2 separate regions of the Oryctolagus cuniculus genome follow, and region 2 is linked to region 1. Evidence: chromatin contacts called from public Hi-C data. All regions are on one chromosome and are shown on one strand. Each heading gives the region's core, a stretch centred on a gene start, on an enhancer-like site or on the middle of the called end of the contact. The rest is flanking DNA. Distances are from core to core; before and after follow the strand shown. Region 1 overlaps UVRAG (UV radiation resistance associated). Region 2 holds the start of WNT11 (Wnt family member 11).

Region 1 (7,449 bases), core at 2,618-5,117:
GGAGCCACGAGCTTCTTCTGGTTCTCCCATACAGGTGCAGGGGCCCGAGGACTTGAGCCATCTTCTACTGCTTTCCCAGGCCATATCTGAGAGCTGGATCAGAAGTGGAGCAGCTGGGACTCGAACCAGTGCCCATATGGGATGCCAGCACTACAGGCAGTGGCTTTATCTGTTCTGCCACAGCGCTGGCCCCCTTTCAGTAAATTTTAAAAAACTATGAATCAAGTTACTTTATAGTCTGTGTAAAGATGACCAGAGAAAGGAGAGGGCTGGGAATCTCTATTTGCTGCTGTCTGTGGTGCTATGCCAGGTGATTCATGTACTTTCTTACATGATATGCTAGCCAGTGTGTCTATTTTATAGAAGGAAACAGGCTGTGAAGGATGAGCATATAGGATCTAGAGAGTAGCTGAGCTGAGTTTTCAGTTCGCCTACCTCTAAAGTCTATGTTCTTTCTACTCTGTTAAGACACTTTACCTAAAAATTTCTAAAGCTACGCATTATTTGCACTTTGTAATCATGTTGTGTTGTAATTCTTGGTTATCTGAGATGCAGTTGCCTGGAGTTGCCTGTTCATTCAACAGCATTTTATTGAGTATAGCTGCAGTGTGTCCGCCCCTGGACTGCAGGTGCTGGGGATGCAGTGGTGAGCGAGTGAAGATACCCCTGCTGTCATGGAGCGCATGGAAGGGCTGAACGCTGATCAAGTAGTCCAGCAGATATATGCATAAACACAAATGGTGTGTGTGTGGGTGCTACGGAAGCGTGTAGTGAGGATCCCATCTGTTCTAGGGGCTCAAGAAAGGTCCTGAGCTCAGACCTAGCTTTTAGATGCTGAAGAGAAGTGAGCTGTGTGAAGGGGTGAGGACTGGATGGGGCTTCCAGGCAGAGGAGAGTAACAAGTTGGAAGGCTGAGGCGGATGGGGACATGGAGAGTTTTAGGGACTAAAGGGGGTCAGAGTGATGGGGGAGAAGAGGACACCAGGAGAAGCTGGAGAAGTAGGCAGGGACTGTATCACATGGAAAAGGATGTGACGCTAAGCACAGGAGGCTGCACTGCACGACCTTTAGCACACAGTGTTCTAACCAGAGTTGTGTTTTAGTAATTCCACTCTGGCCGAAGTAAGGCCTGGGTATAGACGAGGCGGAAAAGGTGTGGGGAGACAGTTGGGAGGGTCTGCACTGTAGTAGGTAGCACATGTTGATACTGTGAAACAGCATTATGATAGAGTCAAGAAAAGCTAGATGAATAAGCTTTTAGGAGATAAAATCATTAGGATTTGGTGATGTTTGAATTTAAGGTATAAGAAAAAAAGAAATGTCAAGGATGGCTTTCGGGTTTCTGGCTCAGATGAAGTAATTGGATGCGTAAAGGTAACAGACACCAAGGAGGCCACAGGACACGGGAGAGAGAGCAGTTGGTGGAGGCACATGTAAGTTGAGAGTGTGTCACTCTGAGTTGGAGATGCCTGCCTTTCAGACATCCATGTGTGCATGTTAAGAGCCTGGAGTTCACAGAGATGCAAATATGGGGCCATTGGCAGATAGCCCTGGAAATCCTGAGTGTAGATAAGAGATGAGAAGCAGGCAGTGAGGAAAAAGGGGCCAAGTAAGCAAGCCTTGAGCACCTCCCACTCTTAAAGGCCAGATAGAGAAGGAGGCACTGGAAAGGTGCCTGGGAAGGAGTGGTCAGAGGAAAAGGGAAAAAAGACTGAGGTTTCTTACAGACTCTGAGGCCAAAGAAAAGAGGGTTGTTTTGTTTTTTAAGATTTGTTTTTGTTTGTCTTGTTTGTTTTTTAAGGGGAGGGAGTGGTCAAATATGATTAGAACTGAAAATTGCCCTTTGGATTTACTAAAATAGAGATTTTTCTAGGTGATTTCTTCAAAACTCAGGTCAAATTCTGACAGTCTTAAAATTATTTTTAATTTAATTTGTTTTTAAATGATTTATTTATTTATTTGAAAGGCAGAGTTAGAGAGAGAGGGAAAGAAATAGCAAGAGAGATATCTTCCATCTGCTGATTCATTCCCTAAATGGCTGTAATGCGAGGGCTGGGCCAGGCTGAAACCAAGAGCCTCATATTCCATCTGGGTTTCCCACGCGGGTGGCAGAGCCTCAAGTACATGAGCCATCACCTGCTGCTTTCCCAGGTGCATTAGCAGGAAGCTGGATCAGAAGTAGAGCAGCTGGGACCCAAACCGCTCCCATAAGGGATGCTGATGTCACAGGTGGTGGCTTAACCCATTGTACCACATGCTGGCACCCTTTAATTTTAAAATTCATTTTCTGAGTTTTTAAAATATATCAGTATCCTAATGCATAGCTTTAACATAAGATATGCCAATTTGTATCTAGGTTTGTTTTTCTTCCTTTCAAATCTGTAAGCTTTTTGACAGATTTCCACTTGTAATATTGAATTCTGGTATATCTACCATAGTTGTTGGGATATGGTATTTGCTTATTAAAAGGGTTTTTCAGTGTAGTGGTTAGGATGCCATTCGGGATGCTCAGATCCCATATTGAAGTGCCCAAGTTGAGTCCCATTTCTGGCTCTTGATTCCCGCTTCCTGCTATCGGCGACTTAGGAAGCAGCAGGTGATGAACTAAATAATTGGTTCTCTGCCATTCTTGTGGGTGACCCAGATGGAGTTCCAGGCACTCAGATTTTGCTTGGCCCAGCCCTGGCTGTTGCAGACATTTGAGGACTGAACCAGCAGTTGGAAGACCTCTCTCTCTGCCTCTCCTTCTCTTTATAACTCGGACTTTCAAATAAATAAATCTTTTAAAAAATAAGTGAATGAATGAATGAATGTATGTTTGTGATTAATGAAACAATAGTGGGACTGCTACTGGTGCTGTTTTTAGTGTCCCATTTACATGGTTAGCTGTCTGGACACTGTGCAGGCATTAAGTTCTTTCTGTAACTGGTAACTCACTTTGGCATGTAGTAATAGCAATACTGATAACCAGTATCTATTACTGCACATCAAACATTATTTTAAGAAGTTTACCTCTGGTATTGTATTGTATTTATTTATTTTTGAAGATTTATTTATTTATTTGAAAGTCACAGTTACACAGAGAGAGAAGGAGAGGCAGAGCAAGTGAGAGAGAGTGGTCTTCCATCCTTGGTTCACTCCCCAAATGGCTGCAACGGCTGGAACTGGGCCAGTCTGAAGCTGGGAGCCAGGAGCTTCTTCTGGGTCTCCTACATGGGTGCACGGACTCAAAGACTTGGGCCATCTTCTACTACTTTCCTATGGCTATAGCAGAGAGCTGGATCATAAGTGGAGCAGCTGGTACTGGAACTGGCACCCATATGGGATGCTGACACTGCAGGTGACAGCTTTACCCACTATGGCACAGCACCGGCCCCTGGTATTGTATTTAATCCCCCAAGAAACCGGTAGCTGAATACTAATAGTTGTTGAGATTTTGAGTAGGCCAGTAAGTAGTATTCCTGTCTTCTCTTGAGTTTGGAATAAGTTCAGAGTGCTAAATAAATGGAGATCACAATGTTGGCTTTATTACTGATAGAAGTGGTTAATGTGGCTGATGCTCTGTGAATTAAGCAGCTGGACCATGACCAACAGGACTTTTGTGTTGTTTTTCCTGAGTTGAATCTCCCCCTAAAAATAACAAAGCAAGTGACACTGAGGGTTTCCTCTTGTAGAAACAAAGTCTGATCCTCCAAGCCAACAGCAGAGGTTGTCCGTGTGCTTTAGATGGGCTTCTCCTGGTGGGAGGGAACAGAGAAGGAGCTAAGCCAGTCACGTTCCGATCCGTCTGCTAAGCTCAGTCCTCAGAGCAGTCAGCTGCTGTTGCTGGGGAGGAGTGGAGGACTCAGAGCAACTGGAAATGTTCCTTGCATGACCTTGTGTCCTGGCAGTGTAGTGGAAAGTTTTTCTCCCATGTGAAAACGTAGGAATGCACACTGAAGTGTTTCCTCTAACAAGAATATCTAATATTTATTGAGCACTTTTGTGCTGAGCACTGTTCTAAATCCTTTACTTTTTTTTTTTTTAAAGATTTATTTATTTATTTTTAAAGTCAGAGTTTCAGAAAGAGAAGGAGAGACAAATTTTCCATCTGCTGAGTCACTCCCTAGATGGCTGCGATGGCCAGGGCTATCCTAGGCTGAAGCCAGGAGCCAGGATTTTCATCCAAGTCTCCCATATGAGTGGCAGGGGCCCAAATACTTGGGCCATCTTCCTCTGCTTTTCCCAGGCCATTAGTGGGGAGCTGGATTGGAAGTGGAGCAGCTGGGACTTGAACTGGTGCCCATATGGGATGTCAGCGTTTTAGGCAGTGGCTTTATCCACTATGCCACAATCCTGGCCCTCAATTCTTTACATTTTTATTTTTTAAAATTTATCTATTTATTTGAAGGGCAGTGTGACAGAGAGATCTCCCATCCACTGGGTCATTCTGCAGATACACTCAACAGCCAGGGCTAACCAGGAGGCAAGAACTCCATCTAGGTCTCCCATGTGGGTGGCAGGAACCCAGGTATCAGGGCCAACATCATTTACCTCCCAGACACATTAGCAGGAAGCTGTATAGCATAGAGTAGCTGGAGAGCACAGAGTAGCTGAGACTTGAAGCAGGCATGGAGTATCTGACAACATGAAAAGCTTTTTTTCCCCTTCTTTTCTTTTCTTAAGTGATTGATTTTCACTAGAAGAAGGTATTAAAAAATAGCCTAATTTATAGTCTTCTTTATGTCCAAGATAGACTGGTTTGTCAAGATTTTCTACTGTTAAGGAAAATAAAGTTGCCACTACTAAGCTTACTATTCTAAAATTAGAATTCATTCCTTAATGCTTGGAATTTCGACATCTCAAAACTGGACCCATGGGAATGCTGATTTGCAAATAAAGCTAAGAATATTTAACACTGCACTTTGAGGTTTAAGTTTTACTCTGCCTAAATTGGTGATAAGCAAAGCAGCCATGAACAACATTTTGTTTATACAATCCTATTGAAGATAATTTATGTTTTTTTAAAAACTCTGCGTCTTTCATCTCTGTTGAATCTGTGTAAATCTTTTTTTTTTAAGATTTTTTTTTTAAATTTATTTGAAAGACAGTTATAGAGAGAGGTAGAGACAAAAAGAGAGGTCTTCTATCTGCTGGTTCACTCCTCAGATGGCCGCAACAGCCAGAGCTGCGCCGATCCGAAACCAGGAGCCAGGAGCCTGGAGCCTTTTCCGGGTCTCCCACGTGGGTGCAGGGGCCCAAGGACTTGTACCATCCTCCACTGCTTTCCCAGGCCACAGCAGAGAGCTAGATCGGAAGAGGAACAGCCGGAACTAGAACCGGCAACCGTATGGGATGCCGGTGTCTCAGGCCAGAGTGCACCACAATGCTGGCCCTGACTGTAAATCTTTTCAAAATGCAATTCTTAAAAATTTTGATTTTCTAACAAAATTCTCCCAAAAAAACCCAGCATTTCCAAGTGGAAGCTTAACCCACTGCCCCACAACAACCCTCTTTTACATATTTTACTTAATTTAAACCTCACAATTGTCCCTTAATAGAAGAAGAAACTGCCACAGAGAAATTAAGTGATTTTCCCAAGATTACACAGCTACTCAGCGGCAGAGCTATGACACAAAACCAGATAGTTAATGCATGATTGTAATAAGTGGTACATTTTATTCTTTAATGCTTTAGTGAATGAGTTATATTAATTAATAAATGTAGCTTATCTTGCTCCTTTACCAGCATTCAAATGAACACCTGACATACAGGCTGAACCTTGAAAAAGTGCCATTTTTAAGAAGGCTACAAACAGGGTTTTCAGTGGGTATGGCAATGTAAGGGCATACTTCGAGATTCCATTCTGCACCTAACAAGTGATGATGAAATTTGAGAAATTTAATGAGGCATGTCTTGCTAAAACAACAATAGCAACAACAACAACAAAAAACAAGATAATAAATGTCTCTGGAACTGAAATGGAATAGAAGTGCAAAGAAGTGGGCAAAAGCAGCAGCTGTGGGCCTTTTGGACTCCCTTGCCAGAGGAGGCAGCCATGACTAAAAGATGGCATCTTTGGGAGCAGAATGAGCATTAAAAACTAGGTGGCTCTCCCTGTTGAAAAAGGAGATTGAAAAAAAGCTCAAGTTGAAAGAGAATCTTAACAGAAATTTATGTCTTTTTTAGTTTAAATTTTAAATATATTTTATTTATTTAAAGGCAGAGAGAGGGGACAGAGACTGAGAAATTGAGAGATTTCTCATCTTCTGTTTCATTCTCCAAATGCCTGCGACCCAATCAGGGGTCTGAAACTCAATCATGCCTTCCACATGGGTTACAGAGATCCAAGTACTTGAGCTGAGCACCCTGCTGCCTCCCAGGGGACACATTAGCAGGAAGCTGGAATTGGGAGGAGAGCGGGGACTTGAACCCAGACACTCTGGTACGGGCTCTGGGTGTCCCAAGCAGCATCTTAACCACCATCCTTAAAGGGAATTTTTAAAAGCTATGAGAGAAAAAGGAAATAACACCTATGAACCAGACTGTTGTCAGACTTCTCATTGTCCACAGTAGATGCCAAAAGAAATGTAATACTGTTAACCGTTAGCATATAATGTGGGTGTTTCTGTGAGCTGTGAGCTCTCAGTCAAGACGGAGGGTGAAAGAGGGACAGTTTTAATCACACAGACTGAACGGTTCCCAGCCCTAGTCTTTAACCCATATTGAATGATGTAAAGAGAAGTTATCCTCAAGGGATGTAGGGTGGTAGACAACAGCAAGGGGTATAAACATGGTTGAAACAGCAGGGAACTGATGTGGAGCGGCGGGTAAAGCTGCCGCCTGTGACGCTGCCATCCTATATGGGTGCCAGTTTGAGTCCCAGCTTCTCCACTTTTCATCCAGCTCCCTGCTAAAATGGCCTGGGAAATGACCCAGGTGCATGGGCCCTTGTTACCCACATGGGAGACCTGGAGAAAGCTCCTGGCTCCTGGCTTCAGCTCGGTCCACTCCTGGCTGTTGTGGACATCTGGGGAGTGAATCAGCGGGTTGAAGATAGCTCTCTCTGTCTCTCCCTCTCTTTCTGTAATTCTTTCAAATAAATAAACAAATTTTTTTAAAAAAATCAATGAATTGTTTTAACTACTGACTGTAAGCTAACAAACAAAAATCAGTATTTGGTAACTGTGTGTGTGTGTGTGTGTGTGTGTGCGTGCACGTGTGTATTAAGGTAAAGCAGACTAAATAGATGATTGTTATTCAAGGTGTGTTCTGTGGACCAGTGCTAGTGTAAGAGCTGTCATCATTCTGTGGTGAGCCATGTGCTAAAGTAAGAATAAAAATTTTGACACTTTTTTAACTGTTTAGCATTATTATGACATTTTATTCTATTTTACCAAATTATCCGTTCACAATGGATTGAAGGAAAAAGACCCAAACAATTAGTCCTTCCCCACAGAGGGCAGAGAA
Region 2 (7,449 bases), core at 2,018-4,517, 280 kb after region 1:
CCTCCGCGCAGGGCCATGTCACCTCCCGCTGGCTCCTCCACGCTCTCCCAGCCTACCACTGACTTGCTTTCCTGGTTCTACGGGCAGCTGCGAGGTCCACAGCCCAGGTGAGGCCCCTTCCAAAATCAGACCCTGCCGGCACCTGCCCCGGTCAGCATCCCTTCCTAGGCCACGGCTCGGGCAGCCGCCAGTGGGCTCCTGTAAGAGACCTGGGCCCTGGTCTCCCTCTGTAACTCACACATGACAGAGCCACAGCGCTGGCGCCACCGTTCAGCAGGGCGGGGCTCAGGCACCGCCAGGATCACCCAGAGGTAGGCAGTCCGCCTGCCGGCGCCGCCCCCCTGGGGAGACGGCTGAGGTCAGCCATGGGTGGGGAGGAGGGGCAGGTATTAACTTCAGTGCCAGGGAGAGAAGGCGCCTGCACCAGGCTGGGCAGCCTGGGGTTCTACCCCTGGGCCCTGCTGGCCCTTGGTAGAAGAGCAGTGGAAGCCAAGGAGACCCTGGTCCCCACGCCAGGCCTCTGCCTGCCCCTGCCACGTTCCACGCGTCATCCTGGTGCCCACGTGGCCTGGCCGGCAGGGCGGGATCCAGGCTTCAGGCCACCCAGGCAAGCCCAGCTTCTCCTGTGCTTCCATCTACCCCAGGGTGGCCTCGGGGAGCCGCTCCCTCCTCGCCAAGTCACGATTCCTGTGTTTGGGACCAAGTGTAGGAGCCAGAGCGCCCCAGAGCGGCCCCTCCTGCACTGGCCAACTCCTCCTGTCACCTCCGAGAAGCCTGTCCCAGGTCGAGGGACCCGCCAGCTCCTCTGGAGCTGAGCAAACAGGCTGAGAGGGGCTGAGGTGATGATGGGCCTGGGGCCCGGCTCCCAGCAGGGGCGCTGCCAGTGCGGAGGCTGGGCCTCAGGCCCCAGCCCTGCTCCCGGCCCTCAGCCTGCAGGCAGGAGAGGGAGGGTTTGGGGGCCTTCCTGGCCAGCCTGGGACTGCCCTCAGCCTCTCCTCCCGGGGCAGCGGTAAAGGGGCTGGACCGCCAGACTGGGTTTCCCCCTAACATCTGCTGGGAGCATCTCGGGGCCTGGTGGGCTGCAGTTAAGAGAGGCAGAGCCCCCCTGGCTGGGCTAAGATAGGGGAAGGCTCCCTGGGTTATACCACCTACCACTGGCAGCCGTGCTCCGCTCCAACCCCTCCCCCCCCCCCGCCTCCTCCCACCTGCTCAGGCCCCAGGGCACCCACCAGGTGGGCATTCCAGGCCACATCTGGTCAGGTGCCCTTTCATCTCCTGCTCCCTTTCCTAAGCCCGAGACAGCTGTGCCTCCGGGATGGGAAGAGTCCCCAGCCTCCCGCCCCAACCATGCACTTCCCTGTCCCCCACTGCTGGCCGCCTCCTGCCACCCACAGGCCCCATGCCTTCCCTTTCTCTTCTGTGAAATGGGGGTAATGGCAGAGCGAAACCATACACGGACGGCGCTCAGAGCAGTGCCCGCCATGTCGCGCGGGCTGAGCGCCCTGTGTGGGTGGAGACATTCAGCGCACAGCAGAATATAATCGCTGTTCTTAAACACCACCTCTTCCCCGACCCCCTCCGTCCCGCCTCCGGTGAGAGCTTAACCATTACCATGAGGTTTAGCCTCCTGGAGCCCGGCTGCCCCGGATGCTCGTCCCATAGCCGCCAGCCGCCAGCTGCGTGGCCCTGGGCGTTCCTCCACCTCTCTGTGCCTGACTCGCCTCTCTTGGCAAAAGGCAGAGCCTGGGCTGTCACCTCCATGAGGACGGGGGCTACGGCAGCAGTCCGGATGTCTCCAAATCCCCCGCACGCCCACCCCGAGCCCGCCAGGCCTCACGGCTACTGCTGCCTATCCCACTTAGGATGCTGGCTCTCCTTGCAGCTAAAGATCCCCCTGTCCTGCCAAGCCCAGCCCAGCCACCTGCCTTCCAAGGGACCAGGCACTCCTCTACTGGGCTCGGGATTTTCTGTGCGGCTGTCTCCCCCACAGGGCTGGGGGCTTCTACCCAGAGGGGCGGGGTCCAGGCCCACCACACAGCCTGCCCACTGGGGGCCCCCACAATGCTCTGGGCAGCAGCAGAGGGGGTCCCACTCGCCCACTCGTGTGCCCTTCCCTTCTCTGGACCCCAGTTTCCTCAGCTGGTCGACTGGAGAGGGGGCGGCCAGGACTCTGCCAGCGGCCAGAGCACCCAAGAGCAGCAGGTGACCGTCTGGGAGAAGCGGCTGCCCCGGGGAGGAGGCCCAGGCCCTACCAGAGCCAAGCAAGATGGGGCTCCTCTTTCGAGTCACCAATTAATCGATAACCCAACCCCGGAGGGACGGGCCGGTGACCTCCACACTGTTTGCTGGCAGCCGGCCACTATCTCCTTGTCTTCCAACTAATCCACAGACCCTCCACGCGGGCTCCTCTGCAACGCCCCTAGTCTGTCCCCTGCAGTTTTATCTGCTCAGCTCCCCGCCCCCCACCCCAAGTCCAGAACCAGGTCTCCTACCCCTGGCCCTCTGTTCCGGGAGCCCCCTCCTCCCCACGGCCTCTCCTACCAAACCCAGGAGCCTTTCCAAGGCCCCGGGGTACCAGCCCATGGAAAATCTTTGCGGTGCCGGGTCCCGAGGGTCGCCCTGCCTCTGCCCCCCCAACACCTCCCCACACCGGAGTCCCCTAGGACACAGGACACTGTGGAGTTATTTACGGCCTGGGCTTATCTCTCCCGGCCCAGAGGGCAGCTCCTCTGGGAAGGGGCTGGGTTTCTCTCTCCCGGCCCACAGCCCCGCGGAAGGCAGCTTCTCTCCCGCGGGCCCCGCCGTCAGCAGCGCAGAGCCCAGGGTGGACCTGTCTGCACGTGTGCCCAGCGTCTGACGGTGCGCAGGGGCAGCCCGGGGATTCCTGCCTGACTTTGCCCCAGGGGGACACTGGGGCTCCGAGACGTGGAGTGGCACTTGCCCAAGGTCACGCGGCAGGACGCCCCCCAGGGTGAAGCGACTGACAAGGAAACACGCGGGAGCCCAGGCAGCCGCGCCTCGCGAGGGCGCCCCTGCGGCGGCGCGGGCACCTCCACCGCCTGCTCCCTCTCCGCAGCCCGGGACAGAGGAGCAGGACGCCGAGACTAGAGAGTGGCTTGCCCACGAACCCCACCGCCACCCCCAGGGGCCCTCCCGCTCCCGGCCGCCGCGGGGTCCCCACTTACAGCCACTTGATGCCATAGCACACGCCGGTGTGTAGCGCCAGGGCGAAGAGCAGAGCCTCGCAGACCTGCGGCCGCGCCCTCATGGTTGCACGCCGGGCGCCGCGCTCGCACCCTGCAGCCGCCGCGCCGGAGTCCGTCCCGCGCACGCCGCCTGCAGTGGGGAGAGCGGGGGTGGCGGGTTAAGGCGGCGCGCGGGGCGGGGAGGCGTTTATTCAAATTACAAAGGAGGGGTCGGCCCGGGGAGGCCGCGCGTCCCTCCCGCCCCGCACGGCCCCGGGGCTCCAAGAAGAGCGGCCGGCCGAGGGCGTGTCCGTCCAGCGCGGCTCTGCGGGGGCCCAGGCGGCCGGCACGAAGGGCCTGGGAGGCAGAAGCCAGAACTTCGGGAGAGGCGCTCCGAGCAGGCGGCTGGGAGCCACGGCGGCGGAGGGGGTTCCCGGGACGCACACCCTGACCGAAGGCGGACAGGAATGGACCCTTGCTCTCGGTCATCGTGGCCTTGGCATCTGTCCGTCCCTATGGGGCCTCAGTCTACCCGCTCTGTAAACCGGGGTGATTCGGCCTCTTTAGAAAGAACCTTCGCCTTAACAGCTGCTTTTCCCAGCAGCTCCGTGAACTAGGCACGCTCACTGCGCCATCCCACAAAGGAGAACACTGAGGCCCAGAGCCGTGCGGTGCGCCAGTCCAGCTGGCCAGTGAGCGGCGGGTCCCTGCGCGGGGTCCGGTGAGAAGAGGGGGCTCGCCCCTGCACGGATTTCGTGGCCTGGGCAGGGGAGGATGAGAGCGGGCGTGGCGAGGCGCTCTGTGCAGTTCAGAGTTCCGGGTCTCTGAGGTCCCCCTTAGCTACAAGACTCCGGGGGGTCGGGGGGGCGCGGCCGCAGGCGGGGCAGGGCTGCGGAACGCGGCCGCGCGCGGCAGCTCGCCCGGTGCCCGCGCCAACCGCCAGGCGGCGCCCCTGGCCACGCAGGAGCCGCTCCCCCGCCCGCCCACCCGCCGGCGGCCCGAGGAGCTGCGCTCTGCTGCTGCTTTTTTTTTTTTTTTTTTGCTGCTCCTCATTCTCACCTCATTAACTCCCTTCCCAACTTCTTCCAAATTTACCACCACCTGGCGTTCGCCTGGAGTTGCACACGGCCCCAGCCCTTCTCCCTCCGGGAGGGGCAGAGACAAAGGGATTCCTTTCCGCGGGGTTTGGGGCACTGGAGCGCCAGGGGGCTCTGCGGCCGAGCGCAACTCTTCAACCCCGCCTCCCGTCCCCTCCCCGCCTCGGCCTCAGTCTCCCCTTCCACAAAACCGGAGTGGGCGTCAGCGCACATCTCCCGAGTCCTCCCGGCCTTTCGGGGCTCTGCGACTCTGCGCCCCCGCCCGTGGGCTTCCACGATCACGGGCACCCGGGTTTGCGCTTGTGCGGGCACGTCCCGAGCACCGCGAGCATCCCGCATCCCACTGCCTCCTGGCGTTCTTGTGCACGGCCAGGAGAGCCAGGAGAAGCCCCCGCGCTCGCCGCTCCAGAGGGTCCCCAGCCAGGCACCCAGAAAGCGCTCGCTGCTAACTCACCGACCCAAGGCTGGGGATCTGGGCGGGGCTCTTGGTGGGACTGGGCCCCCAACTCCACGCAGCCCGGACCCAGGCCCTTTGTTTGGCTAGTCCTGGGCGCACCCCGCACTTCTCAGAAAAAGGCCAGCCCAGCGGGGCGTGGGGCGAGTTGTCCAGACTCGGGCCAGTCTCTCTCCGCAGCTCCCACCTCTCCAAGGTGGCTCTTCCAAGCGCCCAGCATTCCGGGGTGGGAAGAAGAAGACCCCCAGCGGGCGACCCGCGTCCGGCCCCTAGGATCACACAGCGGACAGAGACCGGGGGCCTCCAGCTATGCCTGAAGCTTGCCGAGCGGCCCCCGCAATGCCAGGCTTCTCCCTCCGCCGACCCAGCTCGTCGCCGTGGGAGGCGGCGCCTGACCTGGGCCTGTGACTCCGGACGGACTATTCCTGGCCGGTGCGCTAGCGTCCTGGACTGCCGAGCGCCGCGGGTCACCCTCAGCCTGCGTGCGTCTGCGGATCGGGACGCACTCGCGGCGCGGAGCCCCCGGCCCGCCAGGGGGCGCCAGGCGGGGATTTGCGGCGGGAGGGGCTGCTGCCTCCCACCGGTGGCAGTTGGGGGCAAGTCCCCTCCGCTAACTGGGTCTCTGTATCCGCGTGCCGGGCTGGTGCAGCTTGAGTGCCCTCTGGGTCCTGGCCTCGCTGAGCTCAGCCCGGGGCCGCCCGACCTCTGACTTCTGGCCCGGCGCGCAGTGGGCCAGCGTCACAGCATGGGGTCTTGGGTGAGCCAGCTGCCCCTCCCGCCGCGCCTCGGGGCAGGTCCAAGGCGCCCCCTGAAGCCGCGGGCGGGGAGGGACACGCGCCTGGCCCCACATCGCGGGCAGGTGGCCACAGGCTTGAGCCGCGGTCTCCGGAAACGTCGCCGACGGCGCGGCCTCCCCTCCGAGCCGCACTGGCGGGGACTTCGTAGAGCCTCTCCTACCCCCGGCGCGCGGGGTGCTGGTCTGAGAGCCGCAGCGCGCACCGGGGCAGCATACACACGGTACGGGAGGCCACCGTCGGCCCGGCCCGCGTAGCGACCCTCGCGATACAAGCAACTGCGCTAGGGTTACCTGCGAGGCCGGCTCGGACACTCGTCCCAGGTCTCCGAGGATGCGGCTGCTCCGCCGCGGCGCGGGTCACCCGGGACACGGGTTGTTTGGAACTGGGAACGGTGAGCCGGGCACACGCGGGAGCTCTCCCGCGCTACCCCGGGCCCGCCAGGGACACGGGGTCACCCCAGCGCCGGGATTGGGGGGGCACGGTGTTGTGGGGCTCGCGCGCGAGCTTAGCCAGATGTTCGGCGGCTCCAGACTTGCGGCGGGGCCTGGGCCGGGGCTTCCCTCCTCCCCACCCCCAGCCTGAAGCTCAGGTCTGTAAATAAACTCGTTTTTGCCCCTTCCCCCGCCGCCTTGGAGAGCCATGGTCAACCCCAGGCGGCCGCCGCCACCTCCCAGTTTGGTGGGAGCTGCGAGTTCTCTGCGCCTTCAGCCACCCTCTCCCGCCGAGCCTCACTCGTGCCCTGTACGGCGGGATCCAAGACCCCCGCCCCCGGGACGGCTCGGGCGTGACCTCATCCGAGGACCGACTGGGAGGGACGCCGGGGCCAGGAGGGCTGAGGAGGCTGCGGGAACTGCTCAGCGCCCCCAGCCCTCAGCCCCTAGGGCCGCGTCCCCGGACTCGGGGCTGCTCTCGGTCGCGGAACTCGCGGGTGCTACAGAGCGCAGGTCTGGAGGAGACTCGGTTTGCTTACCCGGGAGTGGGTGCCCAGGGGGTCGTGGAGAATGCAAGAAGCGCTGTCCCCTAGTCCTCGGGCGATCCCCGCCCTCACGGGTCCTCCTGAGCGTCTGCGGGCTCCGGCGACCGCGGTTCCCGTCTCTGGGCGCTCGCGCTGCGCCGGCCGGCCCGGGAGCCAGGAGCGCGGCTCCCAGGGGGCCCGAGTGCGCTCGGCTGGGCTGGAGGCGGGAGCAGGACGCCAGGGAGCCTGGCAGGCGGCAGCCGGCTCCGGTGCCCCGCGCACTCCGGCGCGCACTCGGAGGGCTCTCCCCTGCGCTCGGCTCCCGGGGCCTGCGCTCGCCCGCTCTCCCGGCGAGATCTCCAGCGCCGGCCTCGGCAAAGGCTTTATAAGGCGCGGGCGGCCGCTTTGATCCGCCCACGTCAGCGCGCCGAGCCCCACCGGGTGGTTGGGCCGCGCGCGGGGGGCGGAGCGGGATCCCCGCGGACGCCACGGATCCGGCGCCAGCGCTGCGGCTCCCGCGGACTCGGCGCCCCGAGGATTTACGGAGGGGGCTTGCTCTGTACAACAGGCGTCCACCGTGCGCGTGGGGCCCAGGTGAGGCCCGGCTCCAGTAGCGGCAGCCGCGGGGCGCGGAAGTCCGATTTGGGTGTCCCTGCGGTGCCCGGGCATGGTTGGGCGCCCGCCAGCAGCTTGGTCACCGCAGAGGTCGGCGTCCGGAGACCTGAGTTCTTGTCCCAGTCCTGGTTCTTCTCAGAACCATCTCGCCAGGCCTTCGCGCAATCTTCGAAGCGCCCTGTAAGCCTTAGGCACCACGCCCAGCTGGCGTCCTGGCTCCCCAGGTGAGGGGGGTGTGCTGATGGGGACAGCGGAAGCCTGAGGCTCAGAAGCTAGGGGAGCCTAGAGGCGCCTGGGGCTGGAGCTGGGCTGTGTTTCTGGGGACCATTCCCCTCTCTTGGCCTCC

The links. A called contact is a pair of places that touch in the nucleus more often than the background predicts.
Region 2: a contact with region 1 is called in a Hi-C map of an unstated tissue, with 2.2 times the contacts expected there. The contact joins the promoter of WNT11 here to the enhancer-like site in region 1. A contact is called at or near these places in 3 of 6 Hi-C or Micro-C datasets (ear pinna, embryonic fibroblasts and an unstated tissue).

The regions. Positions count from the first base shown.
Region 1 is chr1:66,932,749-66,940,197 of mOryCun1.1, forward strand. All of the region lies in intron 5 of UVRAG (UV radiation resistance associated), which reads left to right. Among named protein-coding and RNA genes, the nearest start is that of UVRAG, 85 kb to the left of the region's middle. Within about 2 kb of position 3,868, at least 2 of the 8 cell types and tissues checked have an H3K27ac peak or open chromatin away from gene starts, as enhancers often do.
Region 2 is chr1:67,217,194-67,224,642 of mOryCun1.1, forward strand. It overlaps WNT11 (Wnt family member 11), which reads right to left and starts at 3,268. Exons shown (of 5, transcript NM_001082224.1): 1 at 3,186-3,268. The coding sequence starts at 3,268.